Linked DNA regions of Pan troglodytes: region 1 is linked to region 2. The links are chromatin contacts, called in public Hi-C maps. All regions are on one chromosome and are shown on one strand. Each heading gives the region's core, a stretch centred on a gene start, on an enhancer-like site or on the middle of the called end of the contact. The rest is flanking DNA. Distances are from core to core; before and after follow the strand shown. Region 1 holds the start of CDC16 (cell division cycle 16). Region 2 holds the start of GRK1 (G protein-coupled receptor kinase 1).

Region 1 (3,937 bases), core at 656-3,155, 550 kb after region 2:
AGTTGATTACTGCCTGCCTGCAGAAGTGGGAAAGGAGGAGGAAAAGGAAACATACAGGGGGACGAATTTTTAAACACAACTTCAAAATATTACCCAGTCACATATGTATACACACACATAGAAAATTACACGGCAGATTACTTACAGTAGCGTGAGACAATTTTTGAGTGGGTGGGATTCTTTACAGCAAGTTTTTTTTTTTTTTTTTTGCTTCTTTGAATTTTTTTTACTCTTTTAGGTTTTTATATTTATAAAAGTTATATTTACTTTTTAAAACTGTCAACCTTAATAATGAGATTCAGAAATATGATTACATATAGTGTGTATTTGAGCACAGAGCCCGAGAATGGCCACCTGGACAAATGGGGTCAGCCTTTCCAAGTGGAGCTCAGGTTTCTCTTACCAGGCGGAGACAGAAGCTCCAGCAGGATCACCACAGTTTTTACACGAGGCCAGGGGCACGCGCCGCAGCGGTTCCATTGGTTAGGGATCTCTGTATTTGAAGGAAGATTGCGTTATAACTCCATGAGGAGGGGTAGTGATCTGAGGGGGTCTTATCTCCGGTGCCATTTGGTCTTTATTATTTACAGGGAAAAAGGCAGAAGTTACAGCTGCGTGTGGCATGACCTAGGCCACGTAGCCACATTCCCCTCAAGGCTCAGGTAATTCAAAGTTCCAACAGCTTTAAGTTTAAATTATTTTAAGTTTGAATGATTTAATTTCACAAAAGGTAATATATGCACATTGACTGAAATTCAAAAGCACAAAAAGATATCCAAGGAAGTACCTCTCCCACTTCTACCATCTCTCATCTTCCAGCACTCCTTCCAGAGGCCTTGCGCTTGCCGGTTTTCTCATTTTTCCTTCCTGGGACAGTTTAGGGATTTTTCTACCTATCATTAAATTCGTATTTTACTCAAATGCAGGCATACGATAAACACGATCCTATACTTGCTTTTTCCCACATACTATATCCTGAAGATCGTTCAATGTCCATGCAAAGCTGACTGTTCTTTTGAACAGCCAGCGAGTATTCCATTACGTGAGCGTATCATGATCTATTTACTCAGTTCCATACTTCATGGGTGTTTAAATTGTCTGCAATCTTTTGCTGTTACAAACGAAACCACAGGTCATTTTGCACACATGCAAAAATGCAAATCCATGGTATATTTCCCAAAATAAAAATCGTTAGGTTTAACAGCACGAACACCTTTAAATTTGGAAGATATTCCAACTCGTTCATCCTAGAGAGTATACCAATACCACTCACAAAACTTGAGGGTGCCTGCTTCCCGACATTCCTGCTAGCAGTGTCATCAACCTTTGTGATCTTTGTTAACATATGAAAAGTGGTACTCTAATTTTAATTTTTATTATGAATTAAGTTGGGCTTTCTTTCGTATGTTAAAGTCTATTTGCATTTCTTTCCCCGTGAACTGTTTTTTGCCTGTCTTTCTCCTGAGCCATTGGTCTCTTCCCACTGACTTATTACATATATGTAAAGGGAATATTGGCTCTACATTATAAGGAAATTCGCATTTTGTGATAGGTTTCAAATTTTTCCCGAGGGTGTCTTTGACTTCATTTGCTGTTTGTGCACACAATTTTTTTTTTTTTTTTGTAATGAGAGTGCGTTGCTCTTATTTTTAAAATGTTGACTACATTCTGGGGAAAGAAGGCTCAGCAGCCACCTGCTTTTTTGCCCGGGTGGGTGGTCCGGCCCCGAGCCCTCCTGACTCTCTCGCCAATGCCCAGAGGCGCCGCAGCGATTCCAGGGAGGCCGCGCTCTCGCCCCAAGGCAACCAGAAGCCCACGTGCCAGGAGAGGCATCGGAACCAACAACTCGGGTCCGTTTTCCCGCGCCACATGGGACTCGTTTGCTGTGGACTTCCGGGGCGGGGCCTGCCTGGAGCGGAAGAGCCTGGGCAGTGCACGGTGACTGGGTGGGGGGTGCGGGTGTGGGTGGGGGCCTGCGGCCTTCGAGTCCGCGGCCTTCGAGTCCTGGGGCGGCGGCGGCGGGCGCAGGCACGGGCACGGGCACGGGGCGGGGCGCTTAGCGTGCAGGAGGCGCGCGCCTGGCGGCGGAGTGCGGCGTGAGGCCGGGCCCGCGCCGCCATGAACCTAGAGCGGCTGCGGAAGCGCGTCCGGCAGTACCTCGACCAGGTGGGCGGCCCCGACTCGGGGTGCGGGGCCCAGGCCTCGCCGGGTCTTTTTCCGCGCGGCGTGGGGCTGGGGTGACTGTTGTCGGGGCTCTTGGTGGGGAAGGACTGGGCCAGCCCTGGGCCTTCATCTGGGGCCAGCAGCGCTGTCTCCGCCTCGCCCAGAAGGGAGCGGTCCCTGCAGCTGGGAGGGGCACAGCCCGGGGAGTGGAGGCCCCCGAGCGCACGGGGCGCCTCAGTCGGGTCTGAGCCTCGTTCTGCACCTGGCGCGGAGGAGGTGCCCAGGAAACACTGACTACTCAGTGCAAGTTGAAGGACAATTTTTGGAGGAAAGTTGCAGGGCTAGCTAATAAAACATTTTTGAGAGGTTTAGTTGTAATTTTTATTGGGCTGAATTTAAGTGAATAAAGATGTGAAGAAGCCTGTTGTCTCAAATCAGTACTTTAAAAATTCTCGTTAACTATGTCTGTGTTCTCTGCACTACCTTTGAATAGCAGAGAGCGTTTAAGGCAAGAAGTGTCTTCGAGAATCAGCAGCATCAGTTTAATCTATATTGTTGTTTATTTTTTGTTGAAATGCTTGCTCTTTCAGGAAATTGGAAAGAAAGGGAAAGAAAAGCCATGGTAATACAGAGTTTTCGGAATTGGGTGCTAACTGACGTGGCCAAATGTTTGCGGTCCATTTGGAGGGCTGTGTTTTTATTTACCATGAGTCAGTTGAATTCAGTGTTTTCTGATCACTTTTTCTTCGGTACGGAGACGTAGTGAGGAATATGACAGGCCCGGTTTCCAGCCAGAGACACCGGTATTGAGCATATTTATAACTATCCCGTTGGCATTCCTCCTGCCTCGGGCTAGCAGCAGTGGTCCTGGCTTGTCTCCAGGGGAACTGAGGCAGAGACTGTAGAAGACTGAGGACTGAGGAGCAGAACAGGGTCTAAAGCTAGCCGTAGGTCACTGTGGGTGGCCCTCATTGTCGGCTCCTTCATTTTTGTTAGACTTGGAGGAGGTGAGTTCTTCCCCATGTTCAGTGAAGCTTAGTTAATTTATGTGTGTGTGTTTTTAAACTTGAGTGTTATTAAAACTGCCACTGTGTTATATAAGGTATTTGAGTATAGTGTTCTGTCTTCTAAATTTCACTTTGGGATTCATTAACAGCTCGTTGAAAGTGTTATATAAATCACACATGAATTGTTAATGACTAGCTTTTGCTGTTTCACTTGCATTTCACTTGTATGTTTCACGATACATTTTTACAGTGTATGAGTTTTAAAAAATTACCTTCATAAGTTGCATATACAAAGATATTACAGGAATATTTGTATTGCGACACTGAACTACGTGAGATGTAAGATAGAGATGTAACAAATTGTTGTCTTGAGATGTAGATTTATTACATAGAATTATATTAATATATTACATAGAATTATAATAATATTAGATAACTGTTTAAGACTATTAAAATAACAGGGCAGTTACCACCTTTTTTTTTTTTTTTTGGTATGCAGCAACAGTATCAAAGTGCTCTATTTTGGGCAGATAAAGTAGCTTCACTCTCTCGTGGTAAGTGACAAAATGCTAACTGGTTTTCTGATTAATCTTAAAATTCGTTTTCTATTTCACCTTGTACCTCTGACCACTTATGTGAATTTTTCCCTCCAGAAGAACCCCAAGACATCTATTGGTTGGCTCAATGTCTTTACCTGACAGCACAATATCACAGAGCCGCCCATGCACTTCGGTCACGAAAACTGGACAAAGTAAGTGATGGTATGA
Region 2 (4,238 bases), core at 586-3,085:
TTCTCCCGCGTGGAATGGGGTGGGCTGACAGTCTCCACCTCTCTATGCTCCGGCATTCTTCCTTTCTGTGACCCTTTGCTTCCTCCCTGTGTGAGCTGGAACCAATCCCCTGCTGAATTCCTCCTCATTCTTCTCCAAACCTTTATTGAGTACCTACTGTGTGCTGGAATAAGACAGGCAGGGCCATGCCCTCATGAAGCTGACAATCCTATTGGTGTGACCATCCCCAGGTGTGTCCCAGGTGTGTTGCACGTGTGTCCGAGGTGTGCCCCAGCTGTCCCAGGTGTGCCCCAGCTGTCTCAGGTGTGTCACAGCTGCATTGCAGGTGTGCCCCAGTTGCATTCCATGTGTGCTCCAAGTGTGCACCAGCTGTCCCAGGTGTGTCTCAGGTGTGCCCCAGTTGTATCCCAGGTGTGCCTCAGCTGTCTTAGGTGTGCCCCAGGTGTGTGTCCTAGGTGTGCCTCAGCTGTCTCCAGTGTGTCCCAGCTGTGCCCCAGGTGTGTGTCCTAGGTGTGCCTCAGCTGTCTCAGATGTGCCCCAGCTGTCCCAGGTGTGTCCTACGTGTGCACCAGCTGTATCCCAGGTGTGCCCCAGGTGTGTCTCAGATGGGTCCCAAGTGTTCCCCAACTGCATTTCAGGTGTCTCAGGTGTGCCCAAGCTGTCCCAGGTGTGTCCAAGATGTGCCCCAGGTGTGTCTCAGGTGGGTCTCAAGTGCCCCAGCTGCATTTCAGGTGTCTCAGGTGTGCCCCCCAGTGCATCCCAGGTGTGTCCCAGGTGTGCCCCAGGTGCAGCCCAGGTGTGTCCTAGGTGTGCCCCAGCTGTCTCAGGTGTCTCAGGTGTGCCCCAGGCATATCCCAGGTGTGCCTCAGGTCTTCCAGGTGTCCTACATGTGCACCAGCTGTATCTCAGGTGTGTCTCAGCTGTGCCCCAGCTGTGCCCCCGGTGTGTCTCAGGTGGGTCCCAAGTGTCCCCCAGCTGCATTTCAAGTGTCTCAGGTGTGCCCCAGGTGTGCCCCCGCTGTCCCAGGTGTGTCCAAGATGTACCCCAGGTGTGTCCCAGCTGTCCCAAGTGTGTCTCAGGTGTGCCCCAGGTGTGTTCCAGGTGTTCCCCAGCTGTCCCAGCTGTCCCAGGTCTCAGGTGTGCCCCAGGTGTGTTGCAGGTGTTCCCCAGCTGTCCCAGCTATCCCACGTGTGTCCCAGGTGTCCCCCAGGTGTGTCCCAGGTGTCCCCAGGTGTGTCCCAGGTGTCCCCCAGGTGTGTCCCAGGTGTGTCCCAGATGTGCCCCAGGTGTACCCCAGGTGTTTCTCAGGTGGATTCCAGGTGTGTCCCAGGTGTGCCCCAGCTGTATTCCATATGGGTCCCTCTGAGTGGGGCCTTGGTTTGATGTAGCTCCGGGGATCTTCTGCTCCCTGGTCCTGGTGTCACCAGCAACTGCCTCTTGATAATCCTGCCTTGCCTGCAAACCCCAGGTGAGAAGAAGACAAATGACTGGGAACTGACCCCTCAGTAAGCGCTGGTGGTCTCACCTACAGACCCCCACGAAGCTGGTCACTGTGGGCTTTTTTTCCTCTCTAAATTCCTATTATCAGGTGGTTTTCTTCTCATTTGCTATTTTCTTAAAAATAAAAATAGGGAAAAACAGCCTTTGTAAATTACGGTTTCTTCTGGCACCATCCTCTCCGTCAGGCCCACATCCCAAGGAAACAGCAGGCTTGAGCCTGGCTGCTGAAGCCAGGGGCTGGATGGAGCAGCTCAGAACAGAGCTTTGAGTGCCTCTCCAGCCAGGGGCCCCAGAAGCCTGGTGGTTGTTTGTCCTTCTCAGGGGAAAAGTGAGGCGGCCCCTTAGAGGAAGGGGCCGGGCAGAATGATCTAATCGGATTCCAAGCAGCTCAGGGGATTGTCTTTTTCTAGCACCTTCTTGCCACTCCTAAGCGTCCTCCGTGACCCCGACTGGGATTTAGCCTGGTGCTGTGTCAGCCTCGGGCTCCCAGGGGCTTCCCAGTGGTCCCCAGGAACCCTCGACAGGGCCAGGGCGTCTCTCTCGTCCAGCAAGGGCAGGGACGGGCCACAGGCCAAGGGCAGCGGTCAGGCCTGCTCTGTCTGTGAGTGCCGCCGGCTTGGCCTCAGCCGATGGGCCCTCACGCCTGAAGCGGGCAGGAAGCTCCGGGATGGATTTCGGGTCTTTGGAGACCGTGGTGGCCAACTCTGCCTTCATTGCCGCCCGAGGCAGCTTTGACGGCAGCAGCTCCCAACCCTCCCGGGACAAGAAGTACCTGGCCAAGCTCAAGCTGCCCCCGCTGTCCAAGTGTGAGTCCCTCCGCGACAGCCTCAGCCTGGAGTTTGAGAGTGTGTGCTTGGAGCAGCCCATCGGCAAGAAGCTCTTTCAGCAGTTCCTGCAATCGGCAGGGAAGCACCTGCCGGCCCTGGAGCTCTGGAAAGACATCGAGGACTATGACACGGCAGACAATGACCTCCAGCCACAGAAGGCCCAGACCATCCTGGCCCAGTACCTGGACCCCCAGGCCAAACTCTTCTGCAGCTTCCTGGATGAGGGGACGGTGGCGAAGTTTAAGGAGGGGCCTGTGGAGATCCAGGACGGGCTCTTCCAGCCCCTGCTGCAGGCCACCCTGGCACACCTGGGCCAAGCCCCCTTCCAGGAGTACCTGGGCAGCCTGTACTTCCTGAGGTTCCTGCAGTGGAAGTGGCTGGAAGCCCAGCCCATGGGGGAGGACTGGTTCCTGGACTTCAGGGTCCTGGGGAAAGGGGGCTTTGGGGAGGTGTCGGCCTGCCAGATGAAGGCGACCGGCAAGCTGTATGCCTGCAAGAAGCTGAACAAGAAGCGGCTGAAGAAGAGGAAGGGCTACCAGGTGAGCAGCGCGACCCGGCCAGCAGGGATGGGGTGGCAGCGTGCAGGGATGGGGCGGCAGGGTGCAGAGGGCCCCCAGGTCACTGTCGGCTCCGGGGCCCTTAACAGTTGGTGCCTAAGGGAGCATGCATGCCAGCCTCGCCACGTGGGCGCCCCGCGGCCGTGCGGTTACGAGCAGTTCCAGTCCGTGTGCAGAAGTCCCTCCTCGGAAAGTGACCTCCACATTTTTGGGTGGGGACGTGCCACGTTCACTCGTCGGTTTTTCACCAACCACAGACTAGCCTCAAGTGTGGGGGAAAGAGGACCTCTCAGGGGAGGCTGAAGAGGGGCAGGGTCTCCGGATTCTTTGCCATGACTGTGGAAGACTTTCCAGGGCCCTGGCTCCTCTGATCGCAGCGAATGCAGGAGGAACTGAGGCAGGACAGAGGCAGCCTCGCTCTGATGACAGTTTCTGTGAGGCGGAGCCTGGCGTGACGCCGGGGGCAGGAACTGTTCCCCTGAGTGCGCTGTCCTCGGGGGTGGGAGTGAGCGACGGGCACGCAGGCCGCTCTAAGTTTCATCCGCTCTGCCCACTGGCGTCAGACTGTGCATCTGGGGCAGGATCAGCAGAAGCTGCTTACAGGTCTTAAGGGTGAGAGGCAGCGGCTGCGCCGGGTGTGGACGTGATCTCCTGAGCCAGCCCCCTGCACTTTGACTCCACGTGGCTCCTGGCCCCTCTCCCACCACGCAGCTGTGTTGAGTGCACAGGAAGCTCTTAGGGTTAAGCAGCAGCCACTGTGCACCCTGGCTCTGCGGAACCTCAACCCTCAGTGAAGGTGAAATACCAGGTGCTCACGGCGCTGGGCGGAGGCCCTGGAACATCTGCGTGTTCTCGCCGTGGAACTCGGGGCGAGTAACTATGCTGTGTGGTTGTAGCAGTAATTTTTAAAAATTAGCTTCCTTGACATCTAATTCCCCCACCGTGCCATTCACATCTAACTGTAAATTTAACTCAACTATCAGCCTCTTTTCCTGACTTCCATCACCAAACTGAACTCCATACTGAGATCAACTGAACACCTCCCCATGTAAGTGCAGAAAGGGGCCTCCGACATCAGGAATTCCCTCTTCAAAGAGGGATGTGCTGTCCTTATCCAGACACTTACAAACTCGTTCAATGGAGCATTGTGAGGTTTCAAAATAAAGACAAAATGAAGCAGAGTGGTGAGGTGGTTTGGGAGGTGCTGGTCTGGGAGCCCAGCCCACGGGGGCCTGGACAGGAGGGAGGGCTGTGGCTGCAGGATTGCTGGGCAGGCGGGGCTGGCAGGGTCCTCACCCATGTTGCTCAGCCTTGGGGCTTGAGCCTCCCCTTGCCAGAGGCTGGCCCAGAAGAC

Evidence for each region. A called contact is a pair of places that touch in the nucleus more often than the background predicts.
Region 1: a contact with region 2 is called in a Hi-C map of stem cell-derived neural progenitor cells, with 4 times the contacts expected there. The contact joins the promoter of CDC16 here to the promoter of GRK1 in region 2. A contact is called at or near these places in 1 of 7 Hi-C or Micro-C datasets (stem cell-derived neural progenitor cells) and 1 of 1 datasets of contacts at active chromatin or transcription factors (stem cell-derived excitatory neurons).

What each region holds. Positions count from the first base shown.
Region 1 is chr14:119,855,760-119,859,696 of NHGRI_mPanTro3-v2.0_pri, forward strand. CDC16 (cell division cycle 16) reads left to right here and starts at 1,906. Exons shown (of 19, transcript XM_009441183.5): 1 at 1,906-2,166; 2 at 3,670-3,724; 3 at 3,824-3,921. The coding sequence starts at 2,119.
Region 2 is chr14:119,308,790-119,313,027 of NHGRI_mPanTro3-v2.0_pri, forward strand. GRK1 (G protein-coupled receptor kinase 1) reads left to right here and starts at 1,836. Exons shown (of 7, transcript XM_016925623.4): 1 at 1,836-2,866. The coding sequence starts at 2,168.